Regions from separate parts of the Sus scrofa genome. Here regions 1, 2 and 4 are each linked to region 3. A link is a contact called in public Hi-C, HiChIP or PLAC-seq and promoter capture Hi-C data. All regions are on one chromosome and are shown on one strand. Each heading gives the region's core, a stretch centred on a gene start, on an enhancer-like site or on the middle of the called end of the contact. The rest is flanking DNA. Distances are from core to core; before and after follow the strand shown.

The links. Promoter capture Hi-C pulls out the DNA fragments that hold promoters and counts their contacts. A called contact is a pair of places that touch in the nucleus more often than the background predicts. HiChIP or PLAC-seq counts read pairs in DNA pulled down with a chosen protein or histone mark.
Region 1: a contact with region 3 is called in a Hi-C map of embryonic fibroblasts, with 2.4 times the contacts expected there. The contact joins the promoter of LDHA here to the promoter of TSG101 in region 3. A contact is called at or near these places in 1 of 5 promoter capture datasets (fetal skeletal muscle), 4 of 47 Hi-C or Micro-C datasets (brain, embryonic fibroblasts, heart right ventricle and 1 more) and 2 of 2 datasets of contacts at active chromatin or transcription factors (alveolar macrophages and skeletal muscle).
Region 2: an H3K27ac HiChIP or PLAC-seq map of alveolar macrophages shows a contact between it and region 3. The contact joins the promoter of IGSF22 here to the promoter of TSG101 in region 3. A contact is called at or near these places in 3 of 47 Hi-C or Micro-C datasets (omental adipose tissue, skeletal muscle and subcutaneous adipose tissue) and 2 of 2 datasets of contacts at active chromatin or transcription factors (alveolar macrophages and skeletal muscle).
Region 4: a promoter capture Hi-C map of fetal liver shows a contact between it and region 3, with 4 times the contacts expected there. The contact joins the promoter of GTF2H1 here to the promoter of TSG101 in region 3. A contact is called at or near these places in 2 of 5 promoter capture datasets (fetal liver and liver), 4 of 47 Hi-C or Micro-C datasets (embryonic fibroblasts, heart right ventricle and skeletal muscle) and 2 of 2 datasets of contacts at active chromatin or transcription factors (alveolar macrophages and skeletal muscle).

Annotation. Positions count from the first base shown.
Region 1 is chr2:40,823,952-40,826,651 of Sscrofa11.1, forward strand. LDHA (lactate dehydrogenase A) reads right to left here and starts at 1,378. Exons shown (of 8, transcript NM_001172363.2): 1 at 1,296-1,378.
Region 2 is chr2:40,522,595-40,525,294 of Sscrofa11.1, forward strand. It overlaps IGSF22 (immunoglobulin superfamily member 22), which reads left to right and starts at 1,410. Exons shown (of 25, transcript XM_003122929.4): 1 at 1,410-1,597. The coding sequence starts at 1,485.
Region 3 is chr2:40,671,906-40,674,605 of Sscrofa11.1, forward strand. TSG101 (tumor susceptibility gene 101 protein) reads left to right here and starts at 1,282. Exons shown (of 16, transcript XM_021083264.1): 1 at 1,282-1,464. The coding sequence starts at 1,423.
Region 4 is chr2:40,899,224-40,901,923 of Sscrofa11.1, forward strand. GTF2H1 (general transcription factor IIH subunit 1) reads right to left here and starts at 1,368. Exons shown (of 15, transcript XM_013994506.2): 1 at 884-1,368.

The DNA.
Region 1 (2,700 bases), core at 128-2,627, 150 kb after region 3:
TGATACCAGGAACCAAGGATTGTTAGTCAACCCTCACGGAGGCGCCTCGTTTGGCTTCTGCCGCGATCCTTGGTGCAAAGGCGTGAGGAACGGTATGAGGAAATTTTGTTAGTACCGGAAATGCAGCGATAGCTGCAGAGACCTGAAGACTGGAGCCCTCAAGTTAATAGATACTTGGTGGAACCCTGGATTTCCAGAGCCAGGGAGGGGAGCTTCGACTCTCCTAATCTAATTCTACATTGGATTCACTGGAGAAATTATCACAGATTGCATCGTGAAAGCACCAAGTCTAATCTTGACACCAGCCCAAAGAGCAAAAATATCTGAGAGGGTTTGCAGGCAGGCAGCCCAGAATCACCAAGCTAGAATTGAGTCTCTCCTTACAAATTGCTGCTATTTCTAGACAGCCTTGTAAGGTTTCTAAAGCCTGGCTGGGGGAAGGGAGTTCTTTCTGCAGACATCTCCAGGTTTCACCATAATCTGAGTCCTGGGCTCCAGTGCTCCCTTCCATGTGGGAATACGAGTCCGGGTGAAGCCCTGCAGAAAGAGGGCCTACCTCCCAAGTCGGCCACCCGCTCACTGTGACCTTAGAGATGCCCTAACCAGCCGTAGGTTCCCCCATTTGTCAAAAGGAGAAGAAGGTACGAGATGATCCTACTCTCAATATACTGAGAGGCGGGAGAGCTGGCTGATAATCACCCTTACTGCCTCTTCTTTGCATGCTCCATGTCTAGTGTAGCGCCCATACATCAGTAGCTTCTTTAAAAATGTAATTAACTCAAGAAACGCTCTATAATCTGCAGGCAGCAGCTGCCCTCAAGAAGCCCACCTCTTGAGAGTCCCACGGTTAAAATGCGACCAAAAGGGCACCCAGCAGCTTTCTGGCTTCCAGGAATCCACCCAAACACTGCTGAAGCTTTTTCGGCCCCGTGGACTCCAAGAACCGGACTTCGAGTTCTGTGCGGTTTGCCCATTTCGAGCCTAGAGGTATGCCCCACCCTTCAGACCTGTCGAATCCTGGTCCTTCCGCATCCACTCAGGCCTTCGACCCCAGATTAGATGCGGCCACCTCCTTGGTTCCCCAACCCACCCAGAGGCTACTGTGCCCATTTAGAGCCAAAGGAGGTTACCGCGGGTCCCAAGCCCATGCGTGGCGTGGGCCACCGCCCAGGTCTCTGGGAAGCAGAGCCAACACCTCGCGGGAGCAGGGACCCCTTCGTGGGCAGCGCGGCGACAGAGAAGCCCAAAGTTGTCGCTCTTCCCCTCGGGCGCCGTGCGCGCCGGGCGGGACGTACCGGGAGTGCACTTCGGGCGGGCGTGGGAGGCGCACAGTGTCGGATCCGGACTTGGCGGCAGCTGCTCCGGTACTCCGAGCGCGAAGCGGGAGGGGCCTTAAAAGCAACAGCGAGGTTGACGTCAAGGGGGAGCCGGGCGGACGTGCAAGAACCCACGTGTGGGTTGGGCTGGGGGCGGGCTCCGAGCCGGGCGGGGCAGTGGGGGGGGGCGGTGGCGCACGCAGCGGAAGGACCCATGTGCGCCCAGCTATGCAAAGGGCTGCCCAGACCCACGCTGCCTCCGGCCGCAGAAATCCAGGCTAGAGCCATCAGCCAGAGTCAAGCCAACCCTCATTTCCTCTTCCTTAAAATGTGGAAGTTACTCTCAAGGAAGGCTCGATCTGAATTTTTGCTGCTGTTGTCCAGTGTCCAGAACAGCTTCTAGCACATAATGGGCACTCGACAAATTTTTGTTGAAAGAAAGTGCCTAGCACAGCCTCAGTGTATTCCTCTTACCTAAGTTGAGTGATCTCCAAAACTTGACCCAGCTTGACCTCCTACTGCTAAAACTTCCAAGTCCCATAACTCAAAGGAAAGCCTCATCCTCTTGTCCGCACTCCCTACTGCCCCACCGGCCCAGCACCTTGTATCCCAGCCACACCCAAGAACTGCCTGGTTTTTTGTTTCTTGGTTTGTTTGTTTGTTTGTTTAAGCATATCATTATTTTTTTACCTTTGGGCGTTTGCTCATGCTGGTTCCAGGCCGGCCTTCCTTCTCCATCTCTTTTCAACTGGACCCATCTTCTGGTACTCCCCCCTCTCCCCCACCACATACACCCAGGGAGTTGGTATCTCCTTTCTCTCTGTTCCCACCACACTAGTCTGTACATCCTTCAGACGAGCTTGCCTTAGAGGTGTGGGTGTGTGGATCCGCTCTCCTACCTGCTGATGTGTCTCTTAAGAGCAAGAGTGAGTCTACTTACTTCCTGCACCTGGGGCACCAATTTAGCCGCCACTTCTGAGAAAAATCCAAAATCCCGGGCCCTTTGGTTTTGAAAGAACTCTAATCTCAACTGCAGAAAAGCAGCACATCTGGCACATCCTAATGGTTTTCCCATCACTCTGGGAGGCCCAGAAACCTAGGTTGTCTCCCCAAACACACAGCAGAGGGGCTGAGGGCCAGCTACAGGTCTCCAAGTTTCCTCGGGCAGGGCAGATTGCAACAATGTCTGTGGTTCCTCAGTCTTTGCAACAATGTCCTCATTTAGTCAGGGCTGGGTCTCTGCCTGCCCATCAAATGCAACCACAGATGCTGGGAAGAGGAGGGCAGAGAGCAGGCAAGTAGGAACCTTCACCAGGAGGGCTCTGGAATGACCTCTGAAGATAATCTAGGCAGAGAGTTTGCAGTCCCCTAAATTAAGGCACCG
Region 2 (2,700 bases), core at 160-2,659, 150 kb before region 3:
ATTCCTCCAGCCTTGGCCCCAGTCTCAGTCCCTCCCATCCCCCAAAGCAGTGTCCCAGCCTAGGGCAGCTGAACAGCCTGAGTAAGGGATCACCCCCAGGGGGCCAGACATTTAAGGAACCAGTGACTCCTGGTGGCCCCATTGCAGGGGCAAAGGGAGAAGGAGACTGGCCAGTCTGCAGCCCAGGCACCAGCTGAGCCTCCAAGGCCGTGGACAAAGCAGTCGAGGGTTAAGAAGGATTGGTCACACTAAGGTAAGTCTTCCCTCTTCCCTCAGGAAAAGGGCAGAGTCTGCTACCTTCTGAGCCCAGAGACAGCAGGAGCTGGGACAGGGGAGCTGGTCTCAGAACTGGGAGAGCAAAACAGGCCAGGCAGAGACGTATCAATCACCGGGTGAGAGGGTAAAGTTTAGTCCCACACCTTCCAGCTCGAAAGAAAACTGTGCAGTCCCCTGGAAGGGCACTGGTCTGGGAGTCCCGAAGCCAAGGTTGTGGCCTGAGTGTCTTTGGATAGTTTCTCTTAAACAGAATAGGGTTTTTAAAACTGCCACTCTGGTGAAATCGAAGGTGCTATGGAGCTGTTAACAAGAATGAGGAAACTTTGAACTGGGATGGGAAGCTCTCCACGAGGCATAAAGTAAAAAGAGAGCTTAAGAGTGTGTATACGAGGCTACTTTACATGTAAAAAAGGACAGTGCAGACAAAGACATGCTCCTGTTTGTGTGAAGGAGCTCCAGAAGGAGCCCAGAGACCGCAAGTGGTTACCTGCTGGGGAGGGTTGGGAGAGGGCCGGGGAGGGGAGGGAGCTCCTTCACACGGAGTTTCTATTGTTTTATTTTTTAACTGTGAATTATCAATTCCAGAGGGGGGAAAAATTTGGGAAATAAGAATGTAACCTCTGTCTTTACCATATCACAAGTGACAAAGCTGTAGAAACACACTGTCATCAGGCTTAGCATTCCCCCCATGCCAGGGCTCCCCAGGGCCGGGCATGAAGATCTGCAGTTTCCTTTCAAGGCCTGCTCTGGTATGGCTTAATCAGGAAGTTCCTTCTCAGGTCTGACTTCATTTCCTTCTGATGAAACAGCCAGCGCTGCCTCCCTAGTTCCATGTAGCTATCAATAGATATCCTCAACTCCCTCTGGGCCTTACTGGATTTGCTGGGTCAGTCTAAGCCCTACATCCTCCCCCTCCAAGGATTTGGAAGGATTTGGGGGTCACTCAGTGGAGGACAAGCCCATTGGTCCTTGTAGCCAACCAGGGAAAGGGAGACACCACGGGAAGAGAAGAGAGGCCAGAGAGAAGAGGCTTGCCACTGACCTCTCCTCTGCACAGCCATCTCCCCGTGTGCCCACCTGTCCTGTCCCTTCCCCCCCGACACACACATAAGGACATCTCTGAGTCTCTCTCCTGCTCCCTTCTTTGTCCTTCGTGGCCTCATCCTCTCCCTGGTTCTCCCAGGTGAGTGCCCACGCCTGCTGTCACCATGACAACCATTCACCGCAAGCAGATGGTTCAGAAACACGTGTCCATGGAGTTCTCCAGCTCCACCACCCACGTGCAGACCTTCTCCCAGACAACCAAGATCGTGGGAGGCAAGTAGAGTGGGAGCAGTGCGGGCAAGGGGGGGATCAGGTTGGGGCAGCCTTTCTTTCTACAGTCTTGGCGACTCCTGGGCCCCTCAAGAGCCCAATATACCCCCAGAAACCCTTCCCAACCTGTCTTCTAATCTGTGCTTTGATAAAGCTTAGCCAGCTGGATGCTCACCCACAGATTGGATCTCCAGGAGAACAGCTTAGGAAAAATCAATCACATGGATGTGTATGAGTGATGGATGACTGTTAATTGCTTGAGGCAATCAGAGCCATAGGCAAATGCACGAATCTCCAACAATAGGATTTCAGGCATGGAGGAAGTTAGAGAGGTAGCAATCTTACCAGCCATGAGTAACAATGCTAGCCCTGCTCCACTTAAAACAGAGAAGACTTGGAACTGCCAGTAGAGAGAGTCATATAAACAAGTGACTTGAGTTTCCAGGCGCTCGGCCCTTGGGGACCAGACTTAGGGGAGGTTGGATCCAAGGGAAAGCTGAGAAACAGTCTCAGAGCAGAACAGATTGTTTTAGTCATTGTCTCTAGAGGAAAGTGATTAAAAGATGGCCAGGGACCAGGATATTGAATACCCGTCCTCCCAGCTGTTGCCTCTCCTTCAGAACCCTTTGTGCACAGAGTTCAAGCCCAGATAAACACTCTTTACCAACTCCTTTTTTTTTTTTTTTTTTTTTTTTTTTTTTTTAGGGCTGCATCCATGGCATATGGAGATTCCCAGGCTAGGTAGGGGTCAAATCGGAGCGAATCCAAGCCATGTCAGCAACCTACACCACAGCTCACGGCAACGCCGGATCCCCAACCCACCGAGGCCAGGGATCAAACCCACGTCCTCATGGATACTAGTCGGATTTGTTCCCACTGAGCCATAACGGGAACTCCCTCTCCATTTTTAGCAGAGTTTACTTTTTTTTTTTTTTTTTTTTTTTTGTCTTTTTGTCTTTCCTAGGGCTGCTCCCTCAGTATATGGAGGTTCCCAGGCTAGGGATCCAGTTGGAGCTGTAGCCACCAGCCGACGCCAGAGACACAGCAACACGGGATCCCAGCCGCATCTGCAACCTACACCACAGCTCACGGCAACGCCAGATCGTTAAC
Region 3 (2,700 bases), core at 32-2,531:
ACTGGTAGGCCACCAGGGACCTCTGAGATTGGATTTTAATTGTTTTAGAACTTTAAAGTATTTCCTAACAAGAAAACTTTTAGACAATGTATTATTTGTGCTCTTCTAATTGATAAAAGCAGAGTTGCTGCAGTTGAAAGCTCTCCTGGCTAAGTTTTGACTTTAAGAATAGCTTGAAAACCACATTTAAGTGACATAAAAAAGGTGCAGGGAAGGATAGACTGCCCTATGGTTTGACTGGAGCTGTATGGTTAGACTGCCCTATGGTTTGACTGGAGCTGTATGGTTAACCAATATATGGTGTTCATATCCAAAAAAAGATACCTACACACACACACACACACACACACACACACACAATCAATGTAATGATACTTCCACCTGTCTTCAGTTAGGCCCTCTGTGTATGTGACCTTCATTTAGATGTCAATTTAGAAGAGAATACCAAAGCCTATTCTTCCATAGCACTATGCTTAAATCACCTAAATAATCATTCTTTACACCATCAAACCCAAGCTTTACAGTACCTTGAACAGCACTGTACTTATAAAGCTGGTGGTGATGTGCAATAATAATGATTAATATAAATGACCATTAAGAACTTTTAAGGGTAGTAGAAATTTAGTTGAGACAGTATGTACTCTTGCACTGTACAAGGCGATGAAGATCGGAAGATGTGCCTGCGGGCAAAGACTTGAACTTTGACAATGGAGAGCCTGGTATACACACGGAGTCCAAGGTAGAAGGCAGTCTGTATTATCACCTATGTCTGGGCACAGAGGAGAAGGTCTGACTTAGGGGATGGTCTCCTGTGAAACGAGGGCTCTGCATTTTGCCCTTGTGAATGTAGTATGGTGAATTTTTAAGCTTAAAAATGAAAAACAACCTGATAATCAGAGTGACACTGGCATCACCTAGTGAAGAAGCCTCTCATCTTAGAGTGGGAGAAAAACTGAAGCCCGAGCTAACAGTGCACTTGCCTACTATTATCAGAAATCAGTGGCAGAAGAGTTTTCTGACTCCAGTCTAGTGCTTTCCCACTTGATGAATCAGCCATTAAAGTTTACCGGCAAGATAATCGCGCTTCTTCCCGTCCCTGCACCTGCTCTCTCGGTCTAAGGGCAACTGTGAATAACCTGCCTAGCTCACCTCAGCCCAAATTCCCACCCTCGGAAGAGGTCTGCCCTCATCTGCAGCACCTGACCCTGCCAGAACAAGCCCAGCCCACGCCCATCCTCTGTCGCCGACCTCGGAAGTGACGTAACGGAAGCGGAAAGCTCTGTGGTAGCACTCGACTTCCTGTAGTTAGAGGAGGGGGGGGTGGGGGGCTGGCTCCTCGGTGCGATTGTGTGGGGCGGCCTGGGGCGGCCCCGGAGCGGCTGACCCTCTGCCTGCGGGGACGGGAGTCGCGAGGCGGCAGCCATGGCGGGGTCGGAGAGCCAGCTCAAGAAAATGGTGTCCAAGGTGAGGCCGCGGCGCGCTCGCCGCTCGGCGCGCGCCCACTGCTCCCTTCCGCGCCGCCGGGGCCTGCCCGACCAGTTTAGCCAGCCCCCGGTGCGGGCCCGAAGCCCCGTGTAGTCCCCGGCTGCCCCCGACGCTCCCAGTCCCGGGAAACCTGTCGCCCGGTGCGGGGAATTCCCGGGCCGGGGCCGGCGGGGGGCGGCGACAGTCAACAAAGGCGCAGAGCGGAGGCCGCCTGCCACCTGCCGCCCGCCCTCCTCTCTTCGGGGAGAGAGAGTTTGGAGCAGTCTGAGGGGCAGAATAGTTTCGTCTTACTTTATATCAGCACAAAGAGGGGCTTGAACTTAATTCTCGGTCTGGGGCACTTCTCCACTCATGTCCCAATGTAGGGCTCGTCTGTCTTCGCCCTTCCCTCCCCGCCCTCGGAGATTGTGTCCTTTTCAGTTTGTATTCCTCACGCAGCTCAATAGCCGACCCGCAGGAGATCAGTAACTGTTTGTTGCATTGGTTCAATTATAAGTAAAAACGCCTTGAAAAGCCAAAATACCTGTACCTCACTACCACAGGTGAATAAATAGAATTCCATTACCATTACTTTGATTTGCTGAGAATAACTACCCTTAAATGTATGTTTCTTATTACGCGAATTTATTTGTTTTGAAATGTTTGATTTCCACAGCTCAAGACCAATGTATTTCTTTCATTTTTTTTAAAAAGCCGATAGGCATTTTGTATTTAAAGCTGTGAATTATTTTGACAACCACTTAAAATGAGGCACCTGGTACCAGAGTGAACTTGGGGTTTTGTTTTGTTTTTTTCAATTTACCAAAGCTAATTGGAATAAGATGTATGTGAAGTGGTTGAAAGTTCAGTCTTCTCCAGTTAAACGGGTTAGCTTAGGTACTTTTGTCAAAGCAAGAATGGTAGAAAGCGGTTTAAGCAATTTTCAATATTATTAAAACACGCTGTTATTCATGAACTTATTTATTTGAAAAGTAGACTTTTTCCCCCAGTAAAATAATCCCCCTAGTCTTTGATCGAAAAGCCAATAATTTCTAAAGAGAAAGTAATGGGGTATTTATGTTTGTTTTTTGGCGCTTTTTGGGCGCCGCCTGCAGCATGCTTTTTCTGCGCCAACAGTGACCCAAGCCAGAGAGCAGTGACAACTGCGAGGATCCTTAACTGCCAGGTCACCAGGGAACTCTTCAAATACTGATTTTTAATTTTTTTTAAAAAACA
Region 4 (2,700 bases), core at 118-2,617, 230 kb after region 3:
AAAAATCCACCTTAGGGTTGGCAACTTTGGCTTAGTGATTAAAGCCTAGTTCTGTGGCTTTCAAACTGTGTTTGTTCCACGAGGGGAGGCTGAGTGGGGTATGCTGCTTTCCATACTGGGGTTTCTGGTAAGAATCAACGTAAAGAAATTGTTCCAATCCTTCATGGAGTGAATACTTACTGCAAGGTATACTTGAAAGCACTTGGTTTCTGTACGTTTTCAAACTTGGGTCTTCTAGTGGGCAAAAGGTTAAGTTTCTATCTCTCTCACTCCGCCCTTCATTTTACAGACCCTAAAATGGACGTTTGAGAGTCAACCGAATACACTTCCTTAGCCGATTTTGCCTCTGAGAACACTGGGGAAATTGTAAAATAAGCATATTTTTCCACGAGTTGGTGGTCTATCTTAAAGATGACCAAACTGAACATAAGCCAAAACTTGGTGTTTGTGGGGAGTGGACTAGTACACCTGTTAACGGTTTAAGAATGGCAAGACTGACAGGTGTGCAAACACTCTATTAAAAGCTTCTCCCTTACAGAAACCGAAAGACTCAACAACACATTTTCTAACGGGAATGGCTCCTCAGAGAGAGGCTTCCACTCTCTCTCTTCCTTCATTCGCATGAGCCAAGTCTGATCCCGGCTTTGCGTTAAATCTTCGTGTCCCTCTTCTCGGAGAAGTAGGCTTCCTACAGACAAGCAGATTAAGGGTCGCCTCTTCCCTGCTTCAGAATAATATACGGCTACTGAAACCATGGGCTTGGAAGTTGCGGCGACGGCGGAGGTACACAGGTAAAAGGGGCAGATTCCCAACCGTCCCGCGGCCCCCAGGCCTGTCAGCTCCTCAACCACCCACCCACCCCCATTCTTCGGTCTAAACTTACCAGGTGGGAGCTGCGGCCCTGGGCAGAGAGTAAGCTACTGGACTGGGTCGGGTCGTGTTCCGCTGCGCTTCTTACAGACACTGCCGGGAAGAGGTTGAAACCCAGTAGCCGCCGCCGTCGCCACCGCCTCTGTTACTGGGGGGTCTCGCCTCCATCGCTGGCTGCGAGAACTCTGAGGGCACGTGACCGGAAGTACAAAGGCGGGCCGGCGGGCCACGTGACCCCCCAAACGCGGCCGCCATGATACCTTGCGCCAGTTCCCTCCCTCCCCCGCCGGTGCCCGCCCGTTTCATTTCCTCTCGCTGGCTTTAAGCAGCGAAGGGTCCTGGGATCCTGGCTGGCTCACCCCTCTGGCCTAGAGCTCCTCTGGTCTCAGTCGGCGCTGCATCTTCGGCCAGCAAGAACCACCTCACTGCAGGCCGCAGAGCGCGTAATTGCGGCCGCGGCCTTGAGGGGGAGGGACCCCGCGCAAGCGGGGCGTAACTTGTCACGTGACAAGGAAGTACCGTTAATAGCATGGTCCCAGGATTCCCGGCGCTCCGGGATGACGTAGGCCAGGGAGGGGAGGAGCGGGAGAGGATAGTGAAGCTCAGGTGTGGCTCTGAGTGCGCGGTGAGTGTTGTAAGCGCCTAGCGGGGAGAGAAGGTGTGATCCACTGGAAATTGGGGGCTGCTGTCTTGGAGATGGTGTAGCGGAGCTGAGACCTACAGGCTACTGGTCTGTAATCCTGGCTTTGAAAATTTGATTACCGAGGCTCCTTTCAAGAGATCTGAACAAAGTATTAGAATTATTGCTGTTGAGAAGTTAGGAGTTCCACTTGCACTGTTTCCAGTGGTGTGTACAAGACATGTTCAATGCATGAATGAGTGAGTCGCCATTTCCTGGTCTGAGGTGGAGAGTTGTTTATTACTTGGGTAGAAAGAGCTCATTATGGAAGTGGGGGAATCTCTTACTTCCCCTCCGCATTATCTTTTGTTTTTGCTTCCTTCCTTTTCCCTACTCTTCCTTCCACGCACCTAGTGGGGAAAAGAGAACGCTGTGATTTGCATCGGGTGTTCGCAAACACTGGTCTTTTAAAATGAATGAATACTAAGGCGATGAGAAAGGCCTTGATCCTCTGTTCTATGTTACATCAGGCAATGCGGAGAAATGGAAAGGTAATTAGACTTGGACTCAGAATTAATGGATTTTAGTCATAATTCTACTTATATGAGTTCTGTAATCTTGGGCAAGCCAACCCTTCAGAAAGTCTTTTACTTGACTTTGGTAAGCATTTGTGTCCGCCTTCAAATTTCTTAATTTTTTTGCTACTCTAGAGTGTGACAGTCTTAACAGAAGAAATAGTTAAACCGAGTTTCGCAGGAAGATACGGTTTTGTTAGATGAAGGAAGGTTCAAGAAACAGCATATATTAAACCATGGATGCACAGAAAGTTTATACAATGAAACATTTGTGCAGAGGTTTTTTTTGTTTTTGTTTTTTTTTGTCTTTTTGCTATTTCTTTGGGCCGCTCCTGCGGCATATGGAGTTCCCAGGCTAGGGGTTGAATTGGATCTGTAGCCACTGGCCTATGCCAGAGCCCAGCAACGCGGGATCAGGGCTGCGTCTGCAATCTACACCACAGCTCACTGGCAACGCTGGATCGTTAACCCACTGAGCAAGGGCAGGGACCGAACCCGCAACCTCATGGTTCCTAGTCAGATTCGTTAACCACTGCGCCACGACGGGAACTCCCTGTGCAGAGGTTTTTGTTGTTCAGTACATACTTCAAAAAAAATCGTGTTCAGGAAAATTTCAAACATAGACAAAAGTAGACA